Regions from separate parts of the Sus scrofa genome. Here region 1 is linked to region 2. A link is a contact called in public Hi-C data. All regions are on one chromosome and are shown on one strand. The core of a region is the stretch at or near the end of the contact, and the rest is flanking DNA. Distances in the headings are between cores, read along the strand shown.

The links. A called contact is a pair of places that touch in the nucleus more often than the background predicts.
Region 1: a contact with region 2 is called in a Hi-C map of fetal liver, with 2.1 times the contacts expected there. A contact is called at or near these places in 1 of 47 Hi-C or Micro-C datasets (fetal liver) and 1 of 2 datasets of targeted methods (skeletal muscle).

The regions. Positions count from the first base shown.
Region 1 is chr4:83,123,888-83,129,875 of Sscrofa11.1, reverse strand. It overlaps ADCY10 (adenylate cyclase 10, soluble), which reads right to left. Exons shown (of 32, transcript NM_001204392.1): 9 at 5,199-5,317; 10 at 3,902-3,978; 11 at 1,926-2,115. Among named protein-coding and RNA genes, the nearest start is that of ADCY10, 21 kb to the right of the region's middle.
Region 2 is chr4:82,905,200-82,910,945 of Sscrofa11.1, reverse strand. It overlaps GPR161 (G-protein coupled receptor 161), which reads right to left. Exons shown (of 6, transcript XM_021089473.1): 6 at 1,617-5,746. Among named protein-coding and RNA genes, the nearest start is that of GPR161, 63 kb to the right of the region's middle.

The sequences.
Region 1 (5,988 bases), core at 1,211-3,710, 220 kb before region 2:
TCTCCCATGTAATTATATACAGCCAATTTTGTGTATGTTGGTCTTTCCTATTAGATTTCAGGATAGGAACCAGGCTCTCTCTGTTCATATTTTATGTGTATTTCTACAGCCTCTTATTTACAGAGATGGGACAGAGAACCCATAAAGAGGGCAGGGTTGGGATCAGACAGTCCTGGTAGTTTCAGAAAGTGTAGATAGTTTTTGTGGTATAGTGACTGCATTAAGTGCCTCACTGCTTTACCCCTACTTGTATCTATGCTCTTTGCTATGTGCTTTTGCAGTGCCCACCCACTCTGGGCTCAGCATTGTGAGTGTTTTGGCCAGTGGGTTGTTAGCAAACACAACACAGATGCTTGAAAAATGCTTGTGCATTGGGCTCGCTCTTTCTTGGTCTTCTGACATTGCCATGACAACATGCCTGGGCTAGCCTAATATGAGACTCGTAGAGCCAAATTGTCCCAGTTATGTCAGCCAAAATTCCCAGTTATCTCATGGGGCAGTCATCCTGTATCAGCCAACAACTTACTGAACCCCAGGCATGTGAACAAGCCTAGGCAAGATCAGTCAAATCCAGCTAAGATCAATTGAATCCCGCATATTCTTGAGATAAGTAAACATTTAGTGTTGTATACCACTGAGGTTTTGTGGGTAACTACTTTGCAGCATTATTGTGGCAGTTTGAAACTTGGCTCCATTGCTTACTAGATTTATGACCAGGGACAAGTCATTTAACATCTCTGAGTCTCAGGATTTAAATTTTTAAAATGGGATTAATGATAGTTTCTACATTATATAGTTGATATTGAAGTAAAGTACCTAATATTTAATAAGGGCTCACAAAAAATTATTCTTCATTAATTTATTTGAACAGCATTTTATTGATGATCTACACATGCCAAGAACAGTGCTGAGCCCTGGGAATACAAAGGTGAACCAATTACAGCCCTGATTCTCTTATCTGACCCTTTAAGACCTAGATTCTAACTTGCTAATGTAAAGAATAATGTCCTTTCACTTTCCGTCTACAAAGCACTACTATGCAGTGCTTTCTATGCTGTTCATTCATGTATTCATCATTACCGATGCCTACTGGGGATATAAGAATGAACAAGAAGTAATCACTATCCTCAAAAAGCTCTCAGTGTAGTAAGTGAAAGCACTCAAGTCAGTGGTTGTGAGGAGAGTAGTGAGTGTTCTAGTGTGCTACAGAGTTGCACAGAGCAGGAAAGAGCTAAACTGTCTCAGCTGGGAATGGGTAGCCTCCAGAGGCAGCTTCTGAGGGGAACAGATCCTTGAGCTGGACTTCAGAAATTGATGTGATTTTCCCTGTAGACTGGGGATGGAATGAGTAAAAGAGAGGATGATCCCCTTAGACTCCCCAGAGGAAGAGGCACAGAAGGAGAGGAGGTTGGAAAAGCAGGTGATTACCTTGCATGTCCTTGCAAGGAATTTGAACATTATCATGAAAATGGTTGGAAGATACTGAGAGATTTTAAGCCCCAAAGTGAGACAGAGTTGGGATTTGGGGGAATGTCTTTCACTAAACCCCTAGGGGAGGAGTAATATCTTCTATTCTTTTAGCCTTATCAATGCCTGAGCATGCAATTGACATGATCAACAGTTAACAGTCCATCTGGGTCCAAATAGGTGAGCAAATGAGGGGGTTTTCTATTCCCTCTGTACAACCTTTGAAGAATTATCCTCATAGTCTCAGAACTGAAGGTAGAATAGGATCTTCCACCATGCTATACCATCAGCAGGATGGAGGAGTTGAAGGAATTTTAAATATGGGCCTTGATCAGGAGAAGGAACAGATTTCAATTCCATGAACTGGCTTTGAATCTGAAATGGTGATGTATTGTTTTGCTGTATAATTCTCCACTTCTTTACTAAAAAATACTGCAAGATCAGTACCCCACACTCACACTTTCTCATTAAGGCCCAAACACTGATATACTGGTCCAGAATCTGCAACACCTTTCATAACTTTCTTTGGAAGTTCTTTAAAAAAGTAGGCTGGTAGGTTGCTGCTATTGTAGGTGACGGAGTCACAAGTCACGATTCCTGGGTAGTACATCATCATCCTGGCAGCTATGTTGACTTTCTGACCAATGACTATAATAGAAAGGAGAGAGAAGGACAAGGAGCAGGGAGAAAACAGCCATTGAACTGGGTGTAACCTCAGGCATACTGTCCCCAAATGGCATTTTTACCCTTTATGCTGTTTGTCTCTCATGGATGACACAGCAATCTCAACTTCAAGTACCCAGATTCAGCCAAGGGCTATTATAGAATATACAGGGAGTTACCTCAATTGGCCATCTAGGGGGCTAAGGGGACGATCTGCTCAGGGATAGAAGGGCTTTGAATAAAGAGAGGATTCTGCAAGTGAGATAATGGACACGGCCTGAGGGCCCTCAGATTAAGTATAGTTGGTCTTCTGCTATAAGATGATAAGCACAAGCTTGGGCGTGGCACACTGACTTTCAAATGAGGCACAAAATTGGGTCTGTATGTTCCTGTGCATGATGAACCTTCATTTAGTTATTTTTTTTTAAGAGTGGGTAAATGGGGCTGGAAGGGGTGAAGGGGTGTATCTGTATAGGATTGGTTCAGGGGGTGTTTTAAGAGATGTAGTACAGATGTAGCTTCGGTAGTGTACAGAAGCTGAAACCAGGCTGTGCAGGTTTGGACCTCAGCTCTACTTCTAGCTACTATGTGCAAATTACTTGGACAAAATAGTTGAACTCTTCCATGCCTCACTTTTCTAATCTATAAAATGAGGTTGACATAATTTATGAAGATGAATGAGTTAATACACATAAAGGACTCTGAACAGTGCTGGGCTGCTAGTAATCCCTCAGTTAATACTACTACTAATTAGGTATTAATAAATGCTGTACTTTAAGATAAACTTGAATATTCCTGATTAAGATATTCCTTTAAAAAGAAACAGTATACTGTAGGGGAAATATGACCATATAATAAAGCATGGTATCACGAATCTCTACATACCCATCACTCAAGTCACAAAGCCATTAACCCATGGCCAGTCCTGCCTCATCCTCACTCCCATCCACTCTTCCCTCTGTATTATTTTTTTCCATTTTTAAAAAATTAAACTATGGCTGATTTTCAATGTTGTGCCACTTCCTGCTATATAGCACACACTCCCTTTCTATACACACACTCCCTTTCTATATTATCTTCCATCATGGTCTATCCAAAGAGACTGGATATAGTTCCCTGTGCTATACAGTAGGATCTCACTGTTTATCCATTCTAAATGTAATAGTTTGCATCTACCAATCCCAATCCCAAACTCCCAGTCTCTCCTACTCTCTCCCCCATATTATTTTGAAGATCTGACATTGTATCATTTGAGACACAACTATTTCAGAATTTTAGGTACATTCAGTATTTTCGATGTATTATTTCTGAACATTTAGAATCCTAATAGGATTGAAAAGGAAAGTAAGAGTAGTAAAACCTTGAGATAACACCTACTTACTATTTCCTTTTAAGATTAATACTATATAGCAGTAGCGGCAATAGACATAATTTTTAAGAAGCAGTCCTAACCTAATCCCAGGAATTAAGAGGAGTAGCTGTTTAATGTTAACTGGAAATTAACAATGGGCTCATTGTTCCATAAGCTTATGGTCTCCCACTGCTCCCCTCTAATGACTGTATGTTTCTTACAATCAACTATAGTCCCAGAAATGTATACTTTGCAATCACTGAACTGTCAAGGGGCAAGGCTCCATGTGGCTTGGCTCCATCTGGAAGATTATAAATTTTACGAGGGCAGGGCCCACCTCTCACTGTCTTTGTCTTTCCTCCCACAAAGCCTACTGGCGAGGCACAGTGTTTGCTGAGAGGAAGATGGAGAAGAGCACACCTGTGTACTCATGCCTCACAGAGTGTCCAACGATTCCACAGAAGACAATCCCGCTGGCCACGCCGATGGAAACGGTGCTGGCTCCGGGGAGAAAGAGTTGTAGGGAAAGAGATAAAGACAATGAGCACAGGGAAGGCAGGGAGGGTAGGGACAGGGTGATGCATGGGGTGGGGAGCGGTGAGAAAGGATTTTTAAGAAATAACTCTCTTCCCTTTGTAGCTAGTTTAGGGCAACTGTACATGGCCTGAGACCTAGAACTAAGTTCTTAAAAGTGATAACTCAGTTCACTTTTCTGCTATTTTTGATATTTATCTTTGCTATTTTTCTGGACAATAACCTGGTCACCCTGAATGGACTTTCAGTGTAGAGTGACTGTGGTTGTAAACAAGTTAACTATATTTTGTGATTGCTAGGAAGAACAAAGTCATTAATTTGAAAGGAAGCAGCTCAGATATAATGTGTGCCATCAAAAGCTAACTTTGCTAATACACAGGATGGCTGCATATAGAGATGATTAAAGGCTGAGAATATGGAATATTTAGGGCACGGAGTGTTATCTATTAGAGGAGACCAGAGTAGGCTGCAAGTCAGGGTCATCTGGGTGCTTAAGCTAGGGATGCCCATGCAGGGGGTGCCTGAGAGCACTAGGCTCCTGGACAGCTGGGATTGAGGATGGGTAAACCTCATCTTTAAAAAAAATTTTTTTATTATAGTTGATTTACAATATTTTGTCAATTTCTGCTGTATAGCAAAATGATCCATATATATATATACACACACACACACATATTCTTTTTCTCACATTATCCTCCATCATGTTCCATCACAAGTGACTAGATATAGTTCCCTGTGCTATACAATAGGTGGGTAAACCTTATCTTAACAGTTTTACTCACTGGATCTTCTTGAGGCCAGATCAATATATAAATTTCCAACCAAAAGACTCATTTTATCTCCCAGCTATTAAAAATCAAGTCCAGATTCCAACATGGTATTGGGAGTGCGACCTCTAATAGGAAGTAAGCCAGAAGAATAGAGAGACAACCCAGTACAAACCTGATGCATTTTGACTTTTTAGGAGTGTCCTTTTTCCATCTGGCCTTGACCATCCCCCATCTTACTGTGTCAGGTCTAGGTTGGCTCTCTCTGCCTGTACATTAAGTGAATGACGAATGCAGACAGAAGGGCACCCAGTCAAGGACAGCCTTCTCCTGCCTTCTTATTCCCTGACTCTTGTCCTGTGTCCCCCTACCTACAACAGGGTTAGGGACCAGATGGAATCAGGGTCAATACTCACTGGATTTTGTGAACCTGAGAGCAGAAGTCAAATATATCCACAGCACTTTCCAAGGCATGAGTGACCTCATCAGGTGCCTTTTCCCCAGGGAAACCAAAGACACAGAGAAAGGAGCAGCCCTATGGGGGAGAGAATAAACACAGCTGGTGGACAGTTAGCTTTAAACTGGAACATCTAGAAGGCCCAGTGGGGGGTAGGCAGCAATTTTCACTCTCTGAAACAAATTTCATCACGACTTCTCTCATATGTTATTTTCTTTTTAGTAAACTTCGTATAACCCCTAGAGCATCATCAGCAGTAGAGCTGGAGCCTGAGAGGGGCTTGCTTTTGCTCCAGGGATAGTGGGTTATACAGAGCTACCTGTGTGCACCCTCCTATCTACTCTCTCTTGTGGCCAAGGTCTTGGGCTGCAAAGTACTAAGTTTAAGTCCAAGAAACAGCACAGAGCAGTGGAAGAGGTAGCAGCTCTGGAATCAGGAAATCTGTGTTCTCAGGCCACACCCCAAGTGTAGAAACATGGACAAGCCAATTACATTCCATGAACTTCAGTTTATCAATCTGAGGATGGATATAACCTAGACTTGCTGAGGTTGGTTTGACTGCTGAGAGAATTAATGTGTTATATATACATCCACACACATATATACACATATACTTTATAAACTCTGAAGTTCTTTTCAGATATTGTTATTCATTTTTCTTAAGGATAAAGGCTTATGCTGGGAGTGGTTTTTCTTGGCATAAAATTAACTCTTTCCAGCACAGATTAAACTCTAAAGCTTGGCATTGT
Region 2 (5,746 bases), core at 641-3,140:
CAGCAAGCCCAGGATCACCTACTGCTGAGAGAAGACAGGCTGTTTTGGGATAGAGGGAAAATAACTCAAGTTGGCCTGGTAACTGCATTTGGACCTCAACATCTAGCTCTTACCCCAGGCAGGACACATATATATCCATATTAAGAAGATGCTAAATGGCTAAAGGGAAAGGAATGAGAGACTTACCCAAATAGGGCAACTACCTGATTTCCAAAAAGTGCCAGGGTCTTAGCTTCTGGTTCCCAAATGGTTATGTGACCTGCTCGAGCCACCTGACTTCTGTGGGCTTGTTTTCTCCTCCCAAAAATGGAGGTAATCTCATTTGCACCAGCTACCTCCCAGGGGCTGTGTTAGGACCACATGAAACCACAGAGGTTTTAGGGCTTTACAGAATAACCGAAGAGACCACTGAAGCAAACAATAGCACACTGTGTCTTCCACTGTAGGAAAACAGTAACAGGGTTATGCTGTAGAGAAGTGCTAGAAGACTGACAGAACAAGCTGGAGGACTCAATGGAGTCAAGGGGGAGATAACTCCTTGGCAAGAGAAGCAACTGGAAAAAATCAAAATAGCATTTGTTCACTCCAGTGCTGAATGTTGATAGTGGGGAAGGCTGGGCAGGTGGGAGTGGGGGGATTCTGAACTTTTTGCCCAATTTTGCCAGGAAACTAAAATTGCTCTAAAACTTTTTTTTTTTTTTTTTTTTTTGGTCTTTTTAGGGCCGCACGCAAGGCATATGGAAGGTTGCCAGGCTAGGGGTCAAATCGGAGCTGTAGCTGCCGGCCACAGACAGCTGCAGCCACGCAGGATCCTTAACCCAGTGAGCAAGGCCAGGGATCAAACCTGCACCTCATGGTACCTAGTCGGATTCGTTTCCACTGTGCCACAACAGGAACTCCTAAAACTTATTTAAGACCTCAAATATTAAAGTATTTGCCCAGGGAATTAGGCTTCCTATCTTTTAGCAATTTTGTAGTTCTGGTGTTGTATGTTACAAAGGAGCAGGGCAGTCCAGACAAGCAGTCAATGAGGCAGTAAAGACAGAAAACATTCTACAGAAGCAGAATTGATAAGTCCTGGCTGCTCCCATGATTCAGTGTGTATTGCGGGGGGGATCCCCACTGGACCCTGGTGCCCATACCTCCTCAGAAAAATGACCTTGGCCTTCGTGGTGGCAGGTGCATGGTCAGGTAAAGGTGAAGGGCTCTGTGCCTTGAGGTTGTTCTGAGTCTCTGACAATCTACCACCCACGCTTTGACTTTTGGTATGAGATGGACCTACTGAGAGCACTGCTGTTCATTAATCCGCCTTTAAAAACTCTGGGTTAATGGTGTTGGTGGTGCATTTCCTGGTCATGCTGGAAGTCACTGAACAATATTCTATTAATCTAATTGTCTTGGGGGCGTCTGTGAAAAAACACATGGACATACCAGGTGATAGTGGGATGGACATCCCCACACCACAACTCTGCAACAGTTGGCCTCTTACTGCCCAAAGGGAGGGAGGCTGGAGACCGGATATGTCTGCAGAAAACAGGGGTGAGGTGTAAAGAGGGAGACACCCCAGAAGTCCACAGTCCACAAGTTCAAGTACAGATTCAGTTTCCACAGCTGTACACATCCCAAAACCAGGTATTTAATCAGGGAAACAAAACTATTCTTAATACACTTGTTTGTAAATATTGATTTATAATAATCCTAAGCATTTTTTAATCTTTAAGGAACATCCAAATACTTCAGGTGAACTGTGTTTCAGGATTAGTTTGTCTTCATTTTGAAGGCTGGTTTTTAACCACTTGTGCTTCCAGGGGTCCGTTATCAGAACACAGCACAGGACTCTGTCCCTTAAGATGTCCACATCGCAGACCGATTTCCAGCCAAACAGGCGGCAGCCTTGCCTGCCCAGGCCTGTGAGCCACCCTAAAACTGTCTTTTCCTCCACGCAGGCCTGACTCTCCTGTGATGAGTGATACTTCAAAATGGTGTTGTCAGAAGGAGAAACGAGTGGCTTCTAATTTCTAAGCTATTAATACTGCTTAGGAAAACACTTTCTGAGGGAAAGGAACAGCTTTTTGTATTTTGTTCTCCTAAAAATAACACTGAGCAGAACTGTGCTCTTGGTAATCTTATGCAGATTTGAGTTTATGCTTTGAATTCTTTCCACTGAATCCAATCACTTTCCTTAGGCCTGCAGTTTTTTAGAGGTCTAGCAAGCCATATTCCAATCTTGCAAACTCCTTGGGTTTACAGTACTTCTACCTACCTACCTAATAAAGCCCTGCTGCCCTATTCTTCTAACTATGACAACTGTGAACTATCCCTCATCCTCCTCCAGCAGCAAAGCTGGTTCTTTCCTTCTCTCAGTCGCATGGCCAAGACCTGGCATTCCAGCGCTGACTGGCTTTGAGACATTGGGCAGGTCCCTTCACTTCTCTAGGCCTCCCTGGATTCCATGTGTCCCTCTCCCCAACCCAGAAGGACGGTCTGGCTTTGCTCCTTCTGTGGTCACATTTGACTGTGCTCACAGCCATTTTCCTTTGGTTCAGGGTGAAAATTATGATTTTCCTTCTCTCCCCTGGGACTCAGCAGGGGCTCTGTATGCTGTGGGCAGTGGCATGGCCTGTTGATCCTGCACCTCCTCTTCCCTCGGGGGCTTGGAGGATCAGAGAGCCTGTGACCCTAGGAGTCACTGTCACTACAGGTCATCTCTGGGAGAGCACCCTTTCTGGACTGTAAGGGAGGTCGAAGCTGAGCTTGTGCTTTAATTCCAGACACCACACCAGCCCTGGGCGCCATCGTCTTCACTAACCAGTAACTTTCAGAAAAGTTTTGCTCCTTAGTTCCAAATGCTACTGCCTTTCCTCCCTCCTCTCTACTGCTGTCCCCTTTCCCACCACGTCCCTTTGTGCTATACAGCAAACATGACAATCCCCATGGCAACCACCTTCAATACCTCTTATCTAGGATAACAGTTATCTTTTCCAGATGCTCACTTCTTGTCATAGCGAGCCCTGTAAAGCAGGAATAATACACCCACTGACTGCATGGAGAAGAGAGAGCAGTGGCTCAGCATCAACTCTGCCCCAGATACTGGGCTGAATGCTTGAATCCACATCATCACCTAAGAGGGAAGCTCCCCTGGAGTCCATGTCTCCACTTAGAAACAGATTACAAAGTTCATTTTATAGATGAGAAAACCAATACAGAATAAGTAAGTGGCCCAAGGACAGCCTGCTAATAGATAGCAGCATGGGACCCAAGCCTGCACAGTCCCCATGATACCACATTTGCACAGATGGGCAATGAGAGAAAGCACTTAGAAATGCCTAACCAATGCACAAGACAGGCACTCAGATGTCTTAGCAGGTCAGTTATGCAGTAGGCACTCAGTACGTATCAGTGCCTCACCCTTTTGTAGCTACATCACTTCCAAGGTTCCTTCCAGACTGGAGATAGCTGGGGCTCACAGCTGAGCCCCTGTCATGACTATACCCTGTGGTCCATCTAGAGATCTGTCTAATCTGCAAGGATTTCAGGGACCAACTGTCAGGACAGAGATAAACTCATCTAGTTAAATCTGAACAGGCTAATAGGGCCTCTCATTATATCAAAGCACTTTTCCCCCCTTTCCTGTCCACCCTAAACGTCCTTGGCCTATTGCAAATACCTGAGTTAGTCTCGCTGGCCGCTCAGAGACTACCTAGCGGCTCCTTAAATGAGAATCAAACTTTGACGTTAGCACCAGATGGCCCTTGTCTTACATTCCTCAACCCTCCTTCTACAGCAGGGATTTGCTTAAGATCACAGAGCTGAGCAGTGGCAGTACCTGTGACCCTGAATGGGGTCACACTTGTAAGCAAGCTGGCTGGGTGGTCCTTTAAAGGCCGAGGACTGCAGTAGAGACCAGGAGTTCAGAGTAAGAGCTCTAACCCAGAAGCAAACAAGCCTTTAGGTTTATCCTTAGCCCTTTGCCTCCAGGAACTGCCAGTGGCATCACAGCCACACTGCTGCCACCTAGTGCCTAAGGCCCTGAACTTCACTTTGGTGCATCTGGCCTGGGAAAAGGCAAAGGGGTGTTGAGCTGTGTGCTCTGTGGTGTGGTGTGAGACTCCAGTGCCTTCTGGGTCACACTAGCCCCCAAACCTGCTATCTAGGGGACAGCATGGGAACCTGGTCAAGTGGCAATCCCATGAAAGAAGCGGAGATGGGCAACTGTCCTAAAACGGTTTTCAAAGCCAGACAACGGGACTAGATTTTTAAGTGAACGAGTGGCCAAATGTCCTACCTGCCACTGTCCACGCGGCCCCCTCAGGAAGGCCTCCGGCTGCCCCTGCACAGCAGAATAAAGCTAACGGCCTGGCTTCAGTGAAGGAAGCTGGGGTTTTGACCTCCTGTGCTAAGGACAGGTATCCTCAAAAATGCCTCTCAGGAGTTCTCCCGTGGCATAGCAAGTTGAGGATCCAGTGTTGTCACTGCAGCAGCTCTGGTTACTGTTGTGGCACGGGTTTGATCCCTGGCTCAGGAACTTCCATGTGCCAGTAAAAAAATGCCTCTCAGTGTACTGGGTGATGTCTTCCTCTCCTCACCCACCTCCTTCTTGCTCTTCTTTTTCCACTCAGGCCGTATCAAGGAAACTGAATTCCTGAATATTCAAAATATAGTTCTAGCTGCCAGACATCCTCCAAGGTTTGGTGCCAGCAGTCACCTTCTGCACGGAGCTGCCTCCAACTCCTCTACTTGGAAATAATCACCTCCCTCTGGAGTCTGCAGTTCTTTCAATAATCATTACCTGACTTTGCTATTTAGCCTCAGTCGCCTCCAGGTCTCTCCCTATGTTAGAGTGAAAACACTCTAATGTTACTACTCACAGAGCCAGTGTTAGTAATCAAGTAGTAACCAATGTTTACAATGCTTTGCACATAGATGTGATGCCTGGTAGATGAATAAACAGACCTCAGCGGAAAAGGGCAAACACAGAGAACGCTTTTGTACTTTTAGATTAGCTTAGATTAAATCCCAGTGTATCGCAGCTAGTCTAGGATCAGCCAGTGGGGACCTGGTGGGTCCCAGGACTCTTTCCCTAGAGCCCAGCCAACTACAGTCCAGGGGAAGTACTCTCCAACCCTTGGGTTGCAAGCCACTTTGCGGCACTCAAAAAGGCCTAGCCTGGGGGCCATCGTGAGTTACTCTAACTTGCCTGTAAAGGTCTCTCTGCCCTGTTCCACCTCAGTGCACACTAGATGCTCAGGAATATAGCCCCTTTAGAAACTAGACAAGGACAAGTGCTAGGGGAAAAAAAAAAATCACACATAGGGAACATAAATGCCCTCAGATTTAGGCATGCCACCCAGGAGTGAGAGCAGAGTCTGACTGATCTACACATCTTTTTTTTTTTTCTTTTTTCTTTTTAGGACTGCACCTGCAGCATATGGAAGTCCCTAGGCTAGCTGTCGAATCAGAGCTGCAGCTGCCAACCTACATCACCACCACAGCAATGCCAGATTCGAGCCCACATCTGTGACTTACACCTATGCTTGCTGCAGTGCCAGATCCTTAACCCACTGAGCAAGGCCAGCAGTCAAACCGGCATCCTCATGGATACTCGCTAGGTTCTTAACCCATTGAGCCACAAAAGGAACTCCCTGATCTGCACATCTTATCAGCAGAACCCACAGGTGAAACTGCCCTCTGCTCCTCTGGAAAAGCCACCTGCTTCTTCCCACTCTCATCCAGAATCCGACCAGTG